Regions from separate parts of the Sus scrofa genome. Here region 1 is linked to region 2. The links are chromatin contacts, called in public HiChIP or PLAC-seq maps. All regions are on one chromosome and are shown on one strand. Each heading gives the region's core, a stretch centred on a gene start, on an enhancer-like site or on the middle of the called end of the contact. The rest is flanking DNA. Distances are from core to core; before and after follow the strand shown.

Evidence for each region. HiChIP or PLAC-seq counts read pairs in DNA pulled down with a chosen protein or histone mark.
Region 1: an H3K27ac HiChIP or PLAC-seq map of alveolar macrophages shows a contact between it and region 2. The contact joins two enhancer-like sites. A contact is called at or near these places in 1 of 47 Hi-C or Micro-C datasets (embryonic fibroblasts) and 1 of 2 datasets of contacts at active chromatin or transcription factors (alveolar macrophages).

Annotation. Positions count from the first base shown.
Region 1 is chr4:40,182,990-40,186,309 of Sscrofa11.1, forward strand. No RefSeq gene overlaps it. Among named protein-coding and RNA genes, the nearest start is that of SDC2, 55 kb to the left of the region's middle. Within about 2 kb of position 1,587, at least 1 of the 83 cell types and tissues checked has an H3K27ac peak or open chromatin away from gene starts, as enhancers often do. A contact at or near this core is called in alveolar macrophages, where this site is marked.
Region 2 is chr4:39,997,684-40,001,000 of Sscrofa11.1, forward strand. No RefSeq gene overlaps it. Among named protein-coding and RNA genes, the nearest start is that of SDC2, 130 kb to the right of the region's middle. Within about 2 kb of position 1,743, at least 2 of the 83 cell types and tissues checked have an H3K27ac peak or open chromatin away from gene starts, as enhancers often do. A contact at or near this core is called in alveolar macrophages, where this site is marked.

The DNA of each region.
Region 1 (3,320 bases), core at 337-2,836, 190 kb after region 2:
ATTCGGGCTTCATTGGCAAAGTTCGGGAATCAAAACTGGCTATTTCCTCATTGGAGGAGGAAGAAGGATGTGCTTTCTGGGCAACTAGTCTCTATAGAGTCAAGCTGAAGTGAAGAATTGATCAACTTCCTGGCCGATTTGCTCATCAAGGAAGTTATTTCCTTAAATGTCCACTACACTTTATGTGAATTCTACGTAACTTTGTGTATTTCACTGTTTCCTCTAGACAGACTCATACTGAAGGTTTTTTTTATCCTTTACTTTTTTTTTTTTTTTTTTTGCTTTTTAGGGCCATACCCATGGCATATGGAGGTTCCCAGGCTAGGGGTCGAATCGGAGCTGTAGCTGCCGGCCTACACCACAGCCACAGCAACATGGGATCCGAGCTCATCTGTGACCTACACCACAGCTCACGGCAATGCCGGATTCTTAGCCCACTGAGCGAGGCCAGAGATTGAACCCACAACCTCATGGTTCCTAGTGGGATTTGTTTCCGTTGCACCACAACATGAACTATCCTTTATACTTTTCTAATAGGAATATTGTCACACCATTTAATAGATCTTATATACCAATTATCTTTCAAAAATCTTGGCATGCAAAACAAGTCTGTCATTTTAAAAATAAATTGGTAGTAAGGGGTTTCCATTTGGGATAGTGAAAAAGTTCTGGAACTGGATAATCATGATGGTTGTGCAACATCATGAATGTATTTCATGCTACTTTAAAGTGGCTAAAATGGTAAATTATGTATATTTTCCATAATAAAAAAACAAATATATACAAATATATAAATATATAAAAAACATAAATATCTATACAAACATATAATAATGAATATTATATGTATGTTTATATATGTAAAACATATAAATATATATACATATATAAAGAAACCTAATTATTGGGAATAAGAAAAAATTAGATCAGTTGAAAATGTTATATTTCATCGATTTATTCAATAACTATTTTTCGAGTACCTCCTAGGAATCAGGTGCATATGTGAAACATATTTTTTTTGTCATTTTAGGGCCTCATCTGTGGCATAGGAAGGTTCCCAGGCTAAGGGTCCAATTGGAGCTGCAGCTGCTGGCCTACACCACGGCAACACGGGATCCGAGCCGTGTCTGTGACCTACACCACAGCTCACAGCAATGCCGGATCCTTAACCCACCGAGCAAGGCCAGGGATCGAACCTGCCTCCTTGTGGATGCTAGTCAGATTCATTTCTGCTGAGCCACGATGGGAATTCCTGAAACATTTTTGAAAGTACTTGCTAACTGTAAGCTGTTATGAAATTGTAGGATATATGTTTAACTGTGTCTGTTTGTGGAGTGAGGGCTGGGTATTTTCCCTTCACTCTTCAGCCTACTCCCCCTCGCTTTGTGGTTTGGGGGGCTGTCCACAGGGACTACTGCATTAGACCCCCTTACCTTATGGCTTCCTATTAGGTTTGACCAGTGGGAGGTGCCAGGAGAAGGGAATGAGGAGGAATGTGAAGCTGGCACATTTATTCCCTCAACTCCCTTCTGCCAGCTTTTACAAGTTGGTGTCATCCCTCCACCAAACACCAGGGCTCCTTGTGGTCAGCCTTCCCTTGCAGAGTTTCAGAAACTACCCTCTCCCATTTCCCCTTCTGGCCTATGGTAGGAAGAGGTCCCAACTGCTGCTAGACCCAGAGTGCTTGCTCTAGTCCTTGTTGATTCCTTTCAGCCCTACCTACATGGCTGTGAATGAACTTTTTTATTAAACAATCCTGGGAGTTCCCTTTGTGGTTCAGCAATTAACAAATCCAACGAGAATCCATGAGGATGCGGTTTGGAGCCCTGGCCTCGCTCAGTGGGTTAAGGATCCTGTGTTGCCGTGAACTGTGATGTAGGTCACAGATGCAGCTTGGATCCCAGGTTGCTGTGGCTGTGGGGTAGGCCAGCAGCTGTAGCTCCATTTGACGCCTACTCTGGGAACTTCCATATGCCGCAGGTGCAGCCCTAGAAAGCAAAAAAAATAAATAAATAAATAAACGATCCTCAATTACCCTGGCTGGGTATGCCGATTGGATGCCTGCGGGAACCCTGACCAATATGGGATGTGTGTGCATATTTGTGTGTGTGTGTGTGTGTGTGTGTGTGTGTAAAAAACTGTATTGCAAATGATAGACATTTTCTCTGCTCCAACTCATGTTATCCAAAGCCATTGGACATGCATAAATTAAACTTTGCCTTGTCTGAGTAATCCAGAAGAACTCAGAACAGAGAGAATTGAGTTTTAAAGACTCTTTCCACTTAAGGTTTGCTTCTAATTTAAAAAAAAAAATTTTTAGCATTATGTCCCATGATTTAAAAGCTGACCATTCTCCAAATGGGTTAACATTTTCTAAAAACTCCCATTCTTTTAGAAAAAATGGACTTCCAATTAACAGAGTTTTGAAGTATACAATATCTTTTATTATAAAACAAGGAGGCACATTTCCACTTGGGAATACTGATTGCTTAAAACGACACTCTTTTGAATAAACCTATATTAGTTTAATGAAGTTTTCCTGTGATTAGTATAATTTACTGCAATTGTGTTCAAACCCCAAATTATGGGTATTATACACATGAAATACAGCACTGGTGTAAGGCAATTAGTTTAATCACTTTCCTGATGTGAAATGAAACAGGGACTCTATGGGGCAGGGCTGCCCATTAACACATGATGTGAAGAGGCCAACCGTCCTTCCTGCTCCTTGCAGTACAGTTCTGTTCTCTCTCCGACTGCCACTGCCCTTGCTTTGTGTATATAAAATGCACATGGCATGCTACAAAGCAACACCCCATATAATGGTGCTTGTTGCGATTGATCAATATCCTCAAGCTGTGTAGCTCGGCTCTCCTCATCATTCATCTGGACAACTGCCACCACGCATCCACATATGATCATGCACTGGGTTCATTGGACAAGGGCGCCTGGGCTGAAGCAAGGCTTGAATCTAGCCTGCACTCTGCTCACCAAGCCTGTCTGGGCTGCTTATGAAAAATTGCTTCTTTCTAATTTGTTCAAAAGGGGCAATAGCAGCCCTGCTGCTCCTGTGTTCTGACTCATGTCTCTTCCTCTGCTCTTTCCCTCCTTTTATTCATCCTCATTCAAGGATAAACTAGGGGTTCTGGCTGTGACGCAGTGGGTTAAGAATCCGACCAGTAGTGGCTCAGGTCATTGTGGAGGCGCAGGTTCCAGCCCTGGCCTGGATGCCATGGGTTAAAGAATTTGGTGTTGCCTCAGCAGAGGGGTGGTTTCAGCTGTGGCTCAGATTCAATGCCTGGTCCAGGAACTCCCATATG
Region 2 (3,317 bases), core at 493-2,992:
CCTGGTAGAATCAGGTACTTTAACATGCTTACTAATGTGGTCAAAAATGAGCAATATGGGGTTTTTTCCCTCTTGCAGTTAAAAATTGTGTTCCCTGCTAAGCATCTGCCAAAATGAAAATGCAGCCCTGGGACTGGTGCTAGAGTGAATCTAGCAGTGGTTCATCTAAAGAGAAAGACTGTGCTGGGGGGGGGGGGCGAGCCCAGGCCATCATCCTTCTCCATGTACCTCTCCAGACGATCTCATCTAGTCCCATGGCTTTTAATGCCATCTACCTGCTGTTCATTCCCGTGTCATCAGTCGAGATCCAGGGATCCAGGAAGGACAATAGAACCCATGCCAGGTAACACAATGGAAGGAATTCAATCCAGGGAATTCCTCGCAAGGATGCTGGAAAAGCTGTATGGGCAAACCGGAAGGATGAGATAACCCAGAGAAGGGCAACAGCAGGAAACTGCTACCCTCCCCAAGGCTGCAGAGACCAAGGGGGTAAAGAGAGGGCTGGTTACGAGAGTTTAGGAACAGTGGGGGCAGGGAACTTGGAGAAGAGTCGGCCCAGTGGGAACTCAAAGCACAGAGGAGATGCATTAATAGAGATGCTGCCAAAGCAGCCAGAGGAGAAAGATCTCTGGCTTTCCCCTTCCTCCTGACCATTCTTTTCCCTTGATCTTTAGTCTGCCAGGATCTTCCAGTGTCCAATTGGTGGGGAAGCTTGGGAAATGCAGTTGGCATGGGTCACCCCCCACCTCCACCCCCACTTCCACCCGGTAGAGTAGGGCAGAGAAGGAAGTGAGTCAGCGTGCCAACAGGTAAGCGATGGACACGCCTCCTCAACTAACATCTCCAGCTCAGACCTCGTCTCTGAGCTCCAGATTCTTACACTCAGTTGTTCCCCTGACACTTGGGTGTCCAATAGTTCTAACTAAACATGGTCAAAAAGGAACTAGATGTACCAGTCACCTCCCGATATTCTCGTCAGAACGTAAATCACCCAGCTCAGCCAAAAATACAGCTGATCTTTGCGTCCTGTCTTTCCTTGCTCCCTATTCTTTCCAATCTTTTAGCAAGACCTGTCGATTCAGCCGCCCCAACCATCTCTCTCCTGTTTCCTGCATCTTGACTGTTACCACCTTAGGCTAAGCCACCATCAATTCTCCCCTAGGTAACAATGACCATCTAATAGGCTATGGTAGCCACCCCACACCCCCGTGTCTCCTTACAATGCATCGTCCAGGGCAAGATCTGGAGGGCAAGGGTAAGGAGTCAGGACTTTATTCTAAGTACTATTGGAGCCACTAAAGGACGTGGCATAAATAATCTCTATCATAAAGAGATCAGCCTTGCTTCTTCGTGGGGAATAACATATAAGGGAACAAAAGTGGAAGAAAGAAGACCAGCTAGGAGGCAATTACACTTCTCCACCCTCTTATTCCACCTCTTCTATTGCCACCCACTTGCTCAGGAGCCACTGGTCTTCTCCCTGTGCCCCCAACATGCCAACCCCCTTCCCTCTTTAAGGCATCCCACAGCGTGGAACGCTTGCCCTGATGTTTGCACAACTGGCTCCACATCATTTAGGCCCTACCCTGGCAGAGACTTTATAGTGTTTATAGCTGTTATAGAAACACCCTGTTTCTCTCCTTAGGGGCACAAAGTAGAACTACACTTCTCTCCACTGGGCAGTATGTTGTAGCCACGTGACTTGCTTCAGCCAATGAAACGTGGGTGGAAGGGACATCCATCACCACTGGGTGGAAGCCTTAAGAGCCACTGGGTGCCTCACCACGATTTTTCTTTGGCCACAGTGACTAGCACTGTTCCAGAATAGCTCCCCCACTGGCCTGAGTCCTGGACGGAGGGTGATAGTTGTTCAGATCAGAACTCTCTGGCAACCCACAGACTCAGGGCGTGAGCAAGACACTCATCTTTCTTGTTTTAGGTTACTGAGGCTCTGAGCGGTCTGGGCTGAGACTGCCCCTCAGTCCCTTATGTCAGCCTGCATCAAGTCCATCATGGAAATACCACCAACTTATCATGTCTACTTGTTGGTTTTATCCATTAATTTTCATTCCCCTACACAGTCCTCTCCAAAGCCCATGAAAGCAGGTTCTCTGTTTACCCAGTTCACCACTATACCCCAGCTTTCAGAAGAGAGCCCAGTACAAGTCAGTAGCTAGTATCTGTGGATGAAACATTCAATGCCTTGCACATAGAAGCATTTGCTGCTTCTGTGCTCTTCTGCCAAGGCAACTAGAATGAATGAGTCTTGCACTCAGCACATTTGAAGCATCAAAGCCTAGAGCTAGCCTAGCCTAGCTCTGCTATTTATGGGTTAGGACTGTTGCTTGGGTTACACTCTTCCAACTAATTCACAGGAAATTGAGTTTCCCCAAGCTACCCCCATTCCTTGGTCAGAACACCCTCCTACCCCCTAACTGCCTCCCCCCCCCCAATTCCGGCTAAAGACCACATGTCCTAGATCAACAAAAAGGAATAAAATCTTATAACCATGTAATGTCTCCCAGAGTCAGGAGGTAGAGTGGAACAAAATTCATTTTGATACCATTTATCAATTCTAAATGGCAGATAATTGTTCTTTTTTAGTTTTCTATGCCAGGCAAATCCAATTCCCCAGAAATGGCCAAATCTCCATTTTCACTATGACCATAAAATATTAGCACTGAGGAGTTCCCGTCGTGACTCAGTGGTTAATGAATCTGACTAGGAACCAAGAGGTTGCGGGTTCGATCCCTGGCCTTGCTCAGTGGGTTAAGGATCTGGCGTTGCTGTGAGCTGTGGTGTAGGTTGGTGGCTCCAGCTCCGATTCGACCCCTAGCCTGGGAACCTCCAAATGCTGCGGGAGCAGCCCAAGAAAATGGCAAAAAGACAAAAAAAAAAAAAAATTAGCACTGAAAAAAACCTTAGTGATTACTCAATTCAGACAACTCCATTTATCAGCTAGCTTGATTAATTTTAATTAGAAACCTCTTAGGGTCTCATTGTCTGCCACAGGCTTAGAACTTTAAAAACTCAAGAGATGGTGTTGCTTCAAGTCATTGCCTTTTTAAACCAAAAATATTTTAAGACAGATTTTTCTACCATCCCATTGTTTAACAATAACAGAGCTGTAAAGAAGACCCCAATGATAAAATTAACCCTGCAATATTTTTAGGTTTTATATTTTCACTGCTCAACATTTTTTTCTTGAGTTTTCAAAATGTCTGGAATGTGAGAGAAATAAATTCCTAACAACTATGAAGTTCTTACCGTGTCTGTTCTTTTAGGAACTAGCACCCTTTGCAGGACATTTTGGTTCC